Linked DNA regions of Zea mays: regions 1 and 3 are each linked to region 2. The links are chromatin contacts, called in public Hi-C maps. All regions are on one chromosome and are shown on one strand. The core of a region is the stretch at or near the end of the contact, and the rest is flanking DNA. Distances in the headings are between cores, read along the strand shown.

Region 1 (2,700 bases), core at 101-2,600, 490 kb after region 2:
CAGAGCCTCAATAAACAAAGACAGGTCAAACCCCAGCCTCACAATATGAAAAGTAAGTTTCATTATAAAAAAAAAGTGAAAAGTAGGTTCTGTACCTAGATTTCATCTTGCTTCATCTTATCAGGACAATGAGTCCAGAGGGGAACAGTTCTTATCAGCCAGTAACCATATCCTAGATTCACCAAATAAAAAAAGGGGGGGGGGGGGGGGTCGCAAATAGGGCTGGGACACAGGTGACTAATGGTTTCCCAAGGAGGTAACATTTGTGGATATCACAGGCCAAATTGTGTCTCGACATTTCTCTTATCTCACAGAACAACAGAGTTGACCAGAAGAAATGATTTTTGCAGACTATGTGGAGGTTTTTACGGTCAACAAAAAGGTGGCATGATAAATTATTCACATAGATTGCCTTCGGAAAACTACTGAGCATCTTTTAGGCTGAAAGAAGCTTATTTGGTAACAGGAGGTTATACACTTAGGGGGTGTTTGTTTGAGATTATAATCTATCCAGATTATATAATCTAACAACTTTTGAACTAAAAGTTAGTTCAAAAATTGTTGGATTATATAATCTAGGTGGATTATAATCCCAAACAAACACCCCCTTGTACACAAATCAAAACCTTCTCTATCAGTATCTCTCTTTCCTTTAGGATAATGTTCAATTGTTTTTATTTATTCTGAACCAGATAAACTAAAACATACTTGTAATGCTAATGCCTCCCGAGTTTAGCTTCCTAGATAAGCAAGGTAGCAGCTACGACATTAACTGGGTCTACGGTTTCTCCGTCCTTACCGCTGTCGTAGCTGCCGACGCCGACAGAGAGGCTCCCGCAGCACCGGGGCCGTGTAAGGGGCGCGCCTCTTATCCCCGCAAAAGCATCCTCCGCAACAGCTCTGCAAAATTCACCCACGACGCTTGAACTAATCAGCACGTGGAGGCGAAAACTAACAACTGGCTAGCTAACACGTCAATAGGATGGAAATGAGCCGAGCGTACAGATGGAGGGGCCTCGGGGGGCGATGCAGCGAGCGGACGGTGAAGGCTGCCTGGTTGAAGGCGGCGGCGGCTTGCATATCCGCCGCCGCGACTACACGACGTGGCGGGGTAGGAGTGGCGGTGGGGTGGGGAGGAAAGCTGGGTGCGATGGAGGAGGCGGAGGCGGAGGCAGAGGCGGGGCGAGAGCGGCGAGAGGGGACAGGAGAGGCGTGAGACGGAGTAGTTGCCTAGTTGGGGATCGGATAGGATGACGATTGACGGAGAATGGAGAAAGGTGGCCGGCCGGCGGCGGCGTGGTTGGTGGGTCCGTGGGTGCGAGTCGTAATTTTAAGGAACAATTGGATCTATACAATTAAAAGATCCAAACTTTAGATATATACCATGGACCTCATATGTCATTGACTCATGTGGACCCACATGTAAGTGAGATAGTAATGGTATGGATCCAAAGTGGTGATCTTTTAATGGTATGGATCCAAATTTCCCTAATTTTAAATGGACTAAATTGAGGACCGACACATGAGAATGAGCCCTGATCTGGCCCACTAAGGCAGGCCTTAAATAGTCTACAAATTGAATAACTTGAACGTGCGCTAGATATGCATACCGTACCGCCAACTTAAAAACGAAAAGATCTTTCAAGTAGTTTATAATCTATATCTATAATCTATAATCTATAATCTATACTATATTTAAAGCATCAGTTTCAACGGACGTCATGCGTCATTTTTTTACAAATAACCTCTCACATCTATTTCAAATTAATCCGCTGCACGTCTATAGATGCCAAACAACGTCCGATACGGGCTACATGCACACGAGCCCAACTATGACACAGCCACGTCATGTCGGCCTACTAACTGTGTCGGGCCAGCTCGTTAGCCCATCGATCCATTTAATTAAACCAGCGTAACGACGCCCGATACGGGCTAGATGCACGCGGGCCACAACTATGGCACAGGCACGTCATGCCGGCCTGCTAACTGTGTCGGGTCAGCCTGTTAACCCGTCGATCCATTTAATTAAATCAGCGTAAAATGTCAAAAAAACGGTGCAGGAGGTGGGGTTGAACCCATGCCCTGATGGAAGAAGAGCAGGAGACACTGAGTGAAACTGTCTAACCAGTAGAACATCACACTAAGATGTTTTTAATATTGAATATAAATTGTATATAGGTATATACATTTTTTTTGTAAAATAAAAAAATAATCGTGTCGGGCCCGGCCAGCACTACGGGCCGAGACTACAGCCCAAGCACGACACGACGTTCTTGGCTCTTGCAAGCATTAGGTCGTTTATGAGACCACATTGGCGCAATGGACTACATGATGTTTGAGGTTGCTGAATTGGATGAAGCATCAATGATTTGTCACACTAACAACAAAATGAAAGTTTATTTGTTGGTTTTAAACGTTAGTAATTGCTATAAAGTAGCATAATTTATACGGAGCACATCCAGTTTTTATTGATGCCTGACTTTAGCAATCACTCCATATTTTGATCTATCTTTTTTATAAGTTTGACTTTATGGGACTTATTTTAGAAACTTGATCTCACAAACTTTCTCTTATTTGGTCTATGTATGATAGAATTATGTCATTTTATAATCTCTGTTCATTCAGTCAATCGTTGTGAACTCTCTTATAATCGCTCACTTCATTGGCCGTGTTGTACCAAGACATATTTGTATGGAGTAA
Region 2 (2,896 bases), core at 26-2,525:
GTCCAAGTCGAGCCTCACAATGTGCGGATCACGCAGACCAGCTTTTGCAAAATCTGCAAGGGCACTAGGCAAAGTGGCACTAAAGAGCAATGTTTGTCGTGTATCATTTAGCTTCTTCAGAATATCGTGCAAATGTTTGGCGAACCCCATGCTGAACAAGGAATCTGCTTCATCAAACACAACATATTCCACTGAGCGAAGAGTCATGTCCTTGACATCATTCAAATGGTGCATGAGCCTGCCTGGCGTGGCAATTATGATATCAGGACACTCTGACAGGTCCTCAAACTGACTCTCCATGCTATCTCCACCAACAATTATGCTGGTTCTTAGGTCTACAAGATGGGGGAAAACAAGTCACCATTCCGCACTGATGAAATATTTCGAGCTGAGAAGGAGCAGCCCAGAAAACACAACAATCGATGCCCAAAATTGTATACAAGGGCACAAAGACAACAATATACCCAAAATGGTAGGCTGCTATCTCAAGTAAAGCAGCCCAATATAAGCCGCTGAATTATGCATCTCGAAAGTGTCATATAAAAATTCTCAATTGGTAAAACAGCATGATTGCTATGTAGCAAAGCTGACAGCGGCACATTGGCCTGGCTACGAGCACGAGGACTACTACGCACCTGTGAACTTGCCGAGCTGGTTGGAGAACTTGAGCGTCTGCATCGCGAGGTCGCGGGTAGGTGAGAGGATGAGCGCGCGGACGCCGGCGCTCGGGTCGCGGCGGCGGAGGCGCTGCAGCATGGGCACCAGGAATGCGGCGGTCTTCCCGGAGCCCGTGCGGGCCATGGCAGCGACGTCGACGCCCGCGAGGATGAGCGGCATGGTCTTGCGCTGGATCGGCGTGGGCACGCGGTACCCTTTGTGGCGCACCCCGCGGTACACCTCCTCGCAGAGCCCCATCGACTCGAACCCGCCCGACTTGGACTTCTTGCTGACGCCGCCCACCGACTTGCCACGCTTCGGCCGCCGCGTGGACATCGCATCCGGCTCCGCTCCGGCGCCCATGGCGGAGGAGGAGGAGGGCTTGGGCTTCCTGGAGGATTTGGACTTCGTGGGGGTTAAGCGAGCCATGGGGTGGCTGGGAAGTAGGGAGGGAGGGCAGAAGAGGGAGACGTGGGTTTAGCCGTTTGGGGCTTTATCAACGTCGGCCGTGGCGGCGAGGTACTGCGGAAGCGGAAGGAGAGGAGAGGGGTGGAGGGGAGACACGCGAAGCAACTTGCGCGACGAGCCAGGTCGGGAATCATGGGCCGGGTCGACATGAAAAAAAACTCATGGGCTGAGATACAATGGGCCTGTTTGGTTGCATTTATATGACACAAGCTAAGTTCTAAAAATATAGGTCCTGTTTGACACAGTTTATTTTTATTTTCAACTTGTTCACAAATTTAAACACAGTCAGAAAGACAATTTCTGCAGCAGCTTATCAGTTCTGCTGCTTATCAAAATAAACTAAAAGCAGACAACAAGCAGAAACTGTTTTCATCAACTTCTAAGATAAGTTATTTTTTCAACAAGCAACAGCAATGCTAAACAGGACCATAATTTCATCATACTTAGAATGCCTTCAACGGACACGTCTACCTAGAGATGGCCAAAGGGGCCGCCCGGCCCGGGCCCGGTGAAGCCCGGCCCGCCAGGCACGGTTAGAAAACCGGGTCGGGCCTTCTAAGCACGCGGGCTCAATTTCCTGTCCGAGCCCGGCCCACAGCGGGCCTAAACGCGGGCCGGCCCGTTTAGCACGAAAAAAGCGGGCCGAAAATGGGCTATGCGGGCCGGTAAGCACGTTTTAGTGTAAAAAAGCGGGTTTAATGGGCTTAGAGGTAAACGGGTCGTACCGAGCTAGCCCACCGTGCCTAGTTTCTTGTCCGAGCCCGGCCCGCTTATTCGTGCCGGGCCGGGCCCGCATAGAACCGAGTCATGCCGGGCTCGGACCGGACCCAAACAGCGGGCTTCGTGCCAGGCTCGCGGGCCTCGTGCTTATTGGACATCTGTGCGTCTACCACGCCTCCCCCCCTAATGTAGCGGCTACAGGATCACGCGAAAACGTCGCAATGGCCTCCCCTACACAGTCCTTCATCTCATCGGCGTTTTCTCTCCCCTGATGAAGGGGAACGCTACCAACATTCACTCGCGCGCAGCACCGGTCAGTTCCTATTCGCGGCTTTCTATGGAAGGTTCTCCCGTACAAGATGCGGAAGACGGCGACAACGCAACCTTGATTCCATCGACGAAGCTCCGACGTCAGGCGTCGCGATCTGCATGGCAACATCCCCGTCATGCCGAAGATCTGGATTTGACGTCCTCCCGCTCGTCGTCTGATGCTCTCATTGCGGCGGAACCCAAAGAAGCTACTCGCGGTCGCGGTTGAGTGAGGCTGCACTCGCTGACGTCTCACTAATCCTAGCTCCTTCTCCGACGAGGCATCAAGCCACCACGGACGACGTCGCGCTAGGAAGCAGCCATCGGTTGAGCCCTCACCCATTCACTGCCCGATCAACCTCTACCCTAGGAATGGATTCTGGTTGTACTCATGTAGATCTGCACTTTAATGTTGATTATCTTACATCGTTAGCGATGGATCTGCATAGTAAAAAGAATAGAATGCTCAAGATATGGTTTGATCTGAATGTGACCTGCCATAGACAGTTCTTTGTGGTGGGTGATTGAAGCCATAGGTAGGGTATATGGTGCTCTGAGCCTGGAGTTATCCTTTTTAGGGCTTATTTAGATTACAGGAATTTTGAAGGAACAATGTTGGAATAGGAAAGTTTCCTATCCTATATATAGTTTGGCTGGCATGATGCACCAATAATATTTCATAGGATTTTATCCCTTTATGTGTTGATTCCATAGGATTTCTAACATCCACCAAGAGCTCTTG
Region 3 (2,789 bases), core at 155-2,654, 360 kb before region 2:
ACGCGGACGGTTGGCTTGGTTCCCATCGGCCACGCCATGCACACGGCCGGCTCGCACTGCTGAGTGCGGGCCATGGGTGGCCTAGGCGTAGGGCTGGACAAAATGCTTGCAGCTCGTCGGCTCGCTCGATTCGTGGCCAGCTCGGCTCGGCTCGGATCGGCTCGTTTGAATTTTTTCGCGAGCTGAGCTGACATCCTAGCTCGGTTCGTTAACGAGCCAGCTCGGTTTGTTAACAAGCCAGCTCGTGAGCTAAACGAGCTATCACATTTCAGCAAAACAAAACTATATACATATCATTTACGTAACAATTGATGAATATGTTATATGTATGTGTGGTGTCTATAACCTATAAGTTAAACTAATGATTGATGAATTATGTCTATGTATGAAATTGGTCTATACGAATATAAGTGTGGGTTAAACTGCTGAATATGTGTGTGAATAGTGAATTAATGAGTGATGAGTTGTGTTAATTTGGTGTTATATTGATATGGTCTGTGAAACTATGAGTATAATTACTATTTTCTGTTTTAAATTAGTTTGAAATTAACTAGAAATTGATTATTAAACACATATTATTTTTTTCTGCTCTGGCTCGCAAGCTAAACGAGCCAGCTCGAGCTCGTAAACGAGTCGAGCCGAGCTGACTCTGTGGCTCGCTACCTTAACGAGCCGAGTCGAGCCAACTCGTTAGCTTAACGAGCCAGCTCGAGCTCAAACGAGCCGAGCCGAGCTGGCTCGATATCCAGCCCTACCTAGGCGGCTAGCCTCCTCTTCAGGGTCTGTTTGGTTGGGCCGTGGCTATGAAAAAAGCTGTTGTGGACTATGAGCTGTGAGAAAAGTTGTTGTGAGCGGTAAACTGTTAAAAAGCTAACAATCGTTTGGTCGAAACCTCTGAAAATCGTTAAAAGTTATTTGATATATGTTTTCACAGTTTAATCTAAAAATCACTAAAAGTAGATCTAGATATGCTTTTATTTTTACACTGTGAGAAAGTCGGCTTTTAAAAAAAGTTGCTTTCTTAATCTAACCCTTTGGTTTGGCTTTGGCTAACCCTCAGTACTCTTGGCTTCTCCTTCGCTGTTGGCTGTTGCTATCCGGTTCACTAGTTCAGTTCTCTGGCCCCGATTCTTCCTCTTCCCCACACCTAAGGGGTTGTTCGGTTAGCTCTCAATCCATGTGGATTGAGTGAGATTGGATGGGTTTGAATCCTAAACAAGTCAAACTTCTTAAGAATTTTTTTTAATCACATCCAATCCATGTGTATTGAGAATAACCGAACAAGGCCTAAAAGATCCGAATCTAGGGACGACCGGGTTCCTCCACCCCAGGATTCTCGTGGCGACCTCGCAACAACCTTGCTCTTCGCATCTTTTCAGTTGCCGAATCTCTCTCGCCTTCTCTGCTTCAGGCTATAGTCAGTCTGTTCTTGGTGATAGGTTTAGTCACAGTAACTCTTCTACTATCGTTTGCTTGCTCCTCCGATTTGCGCCGAGAAGCAACCGCTATAGTTTTCAGCGGTTTCTTTTGTTCCACTTGATGTTGCTTTCGCTTAAAGGGCGGTTCCTTCCTCCATTTGCCTGCCAATATCCACTTTTGACGAGACAGATATTTATTGGATCTAGTTCCGGAAGAAGATAAGATTTTCCTCACAGATTATCCTTTTTGCTTTGCTCTATTCTCTTTGATTTTGTCAGCTTTGCGCCCCCAATTTTCAACCGGATCAAGACGACCCGAGCATTCTTTGATTTCTTTCCCCCACAACGGCCATGTCGCTGAGCCGATTCTCGCAGTGGATATGGCCGGGGAGCAGAGCCAGAAACCGTAGAGGCCGCGACCGCGAGCCACCGGCGTGGAGCAGCACGGCCGTGACGAAAGGCCTCTTCCCGGACTCCCCGTCCGGGTTTCGGGAGCCAGACGCCGGCGTCGGGCGCACGGGCATGATCAGCCGGCGCGGCGGCCGCGCGGAGGACAGGGTCGACAGCGAGCACGGCATGGTTATCGTGCAGTCCGACGGCGACGGCTGCCTGTCTGACTCGGACTCCGACGCCTCCGACTGGTCCATCGGCTGGTTGGAGCCGCTCGCGCCGGATCTCCATAGTGACGTGGACTCCGAGGGCAGCTTCGCCGTCCTCGTGCCGTGCTATCGACGCGGCCGCGTTGACCGACCTGCCCGACCTGATGGTAGGTTCCCTGGTCCTGGTGGTGTCCCCGCCCACGGCGGCGTTTCTGGTGAGCTGAATACGCTAACTGCTAGTTATTCCCTCCACTAGCACTTGCGGAGTACTAGGTGTTGTGCAGAGTTGGTAAATAGACAGTAATTACTAATTACAGTACATCGCTAAACCTGTTTGTTTAGCCTGTTAAACCGATGTCCTAAATGGCAAGTTTCTAGTTATCGGCTGTTGAATTCTTTTGCCAATAATATTGTCTAGGCACCGGATAAGTGTACAATCTAATGAGGCCACAACAGTATAATGAGAGGTGAAACACTTGCGTTACTGCGAGCAGAAAAAGAACAGCAAGAGTTGTAATCTTGGGTGTACGGCCTATCAGCATTTAAGATTCCTATAGTGTCAACTGTCATATAGTGTCATAACACAACTTACATGACTAATTAAGTTTACCATATGGTATGAGTAGGACATAACTTTACTTGATACATGCTTGTTTCCTCTTCGTTTGCTATGCTGCCGTCGTGCCATGATCATTCATACATGTCGTTTACCCAAAACCTCACACACATATATTGTGTGGTGTTCCAAGTTCCAACTAGGATGCTGTGAATC

The links. Hi-C and Micro-C count contacts between places; a contact is called where the count stands out from the background.
Region 1: a Hi-C map of endosperm shows a contact between it and region 2, with 3 times the contacts expected there. The contact joins the promoter of LOC100282903 here to the promoter of LOC109946026 in region 2. A contact is called at or near these places in 2 of 25 Hi-C or Micro-C datasets (endosperm and tassel).
Region 3: a contact with region 2 is called in a Hi-C map of ear, with 2.4 times the contacts expected there. The contact joins the promoter of LOC100277074 here to the promoter of LOC109946026 in region 2. A contact is called at or near these places in 2 of 25 Hi-C or Micro-C datasets (ear and tassel).

The regions. Positions count from the first base shown.
Region 1 is chr4:81,282,570-81,285,269 of Zm-B73-REFERENCE-NAM-5.0, forward strand. It overlaps LOC100282903 (dnaJ domain containing protein), which reads right to left and starts at 1,351. Exons shown (of 5, transcript NM_001155809.2): 1 at 1,004-1,351; 2 at 800-900. The coding sequence starts at 1,080.
Region 2 is chr4:80,796,158-80,799,053 of Zm-B73-REFERENCE-NAM-5.0, forward strand. LOC109946026 (DEAD-box ATP-dependent RNA helicase 29) reads right to left here and starts at 1,276. Exons shown (of 11, transcript XM_020552564.2): 1 at 636-1,276; 2 at 1-335. The coding sequence starts at 1,086.
Region 3 is chr4:80,439,928-80,442,716 of Zm-B73-REFERENCE-NAM-5.0, forward strand. LOC100277074 reads left to right here and starts at 1,405. Exons shown (of 2, transcript NM_001150741.1): 1 at 1,405-2,184. The coding sequence starts at 1,770.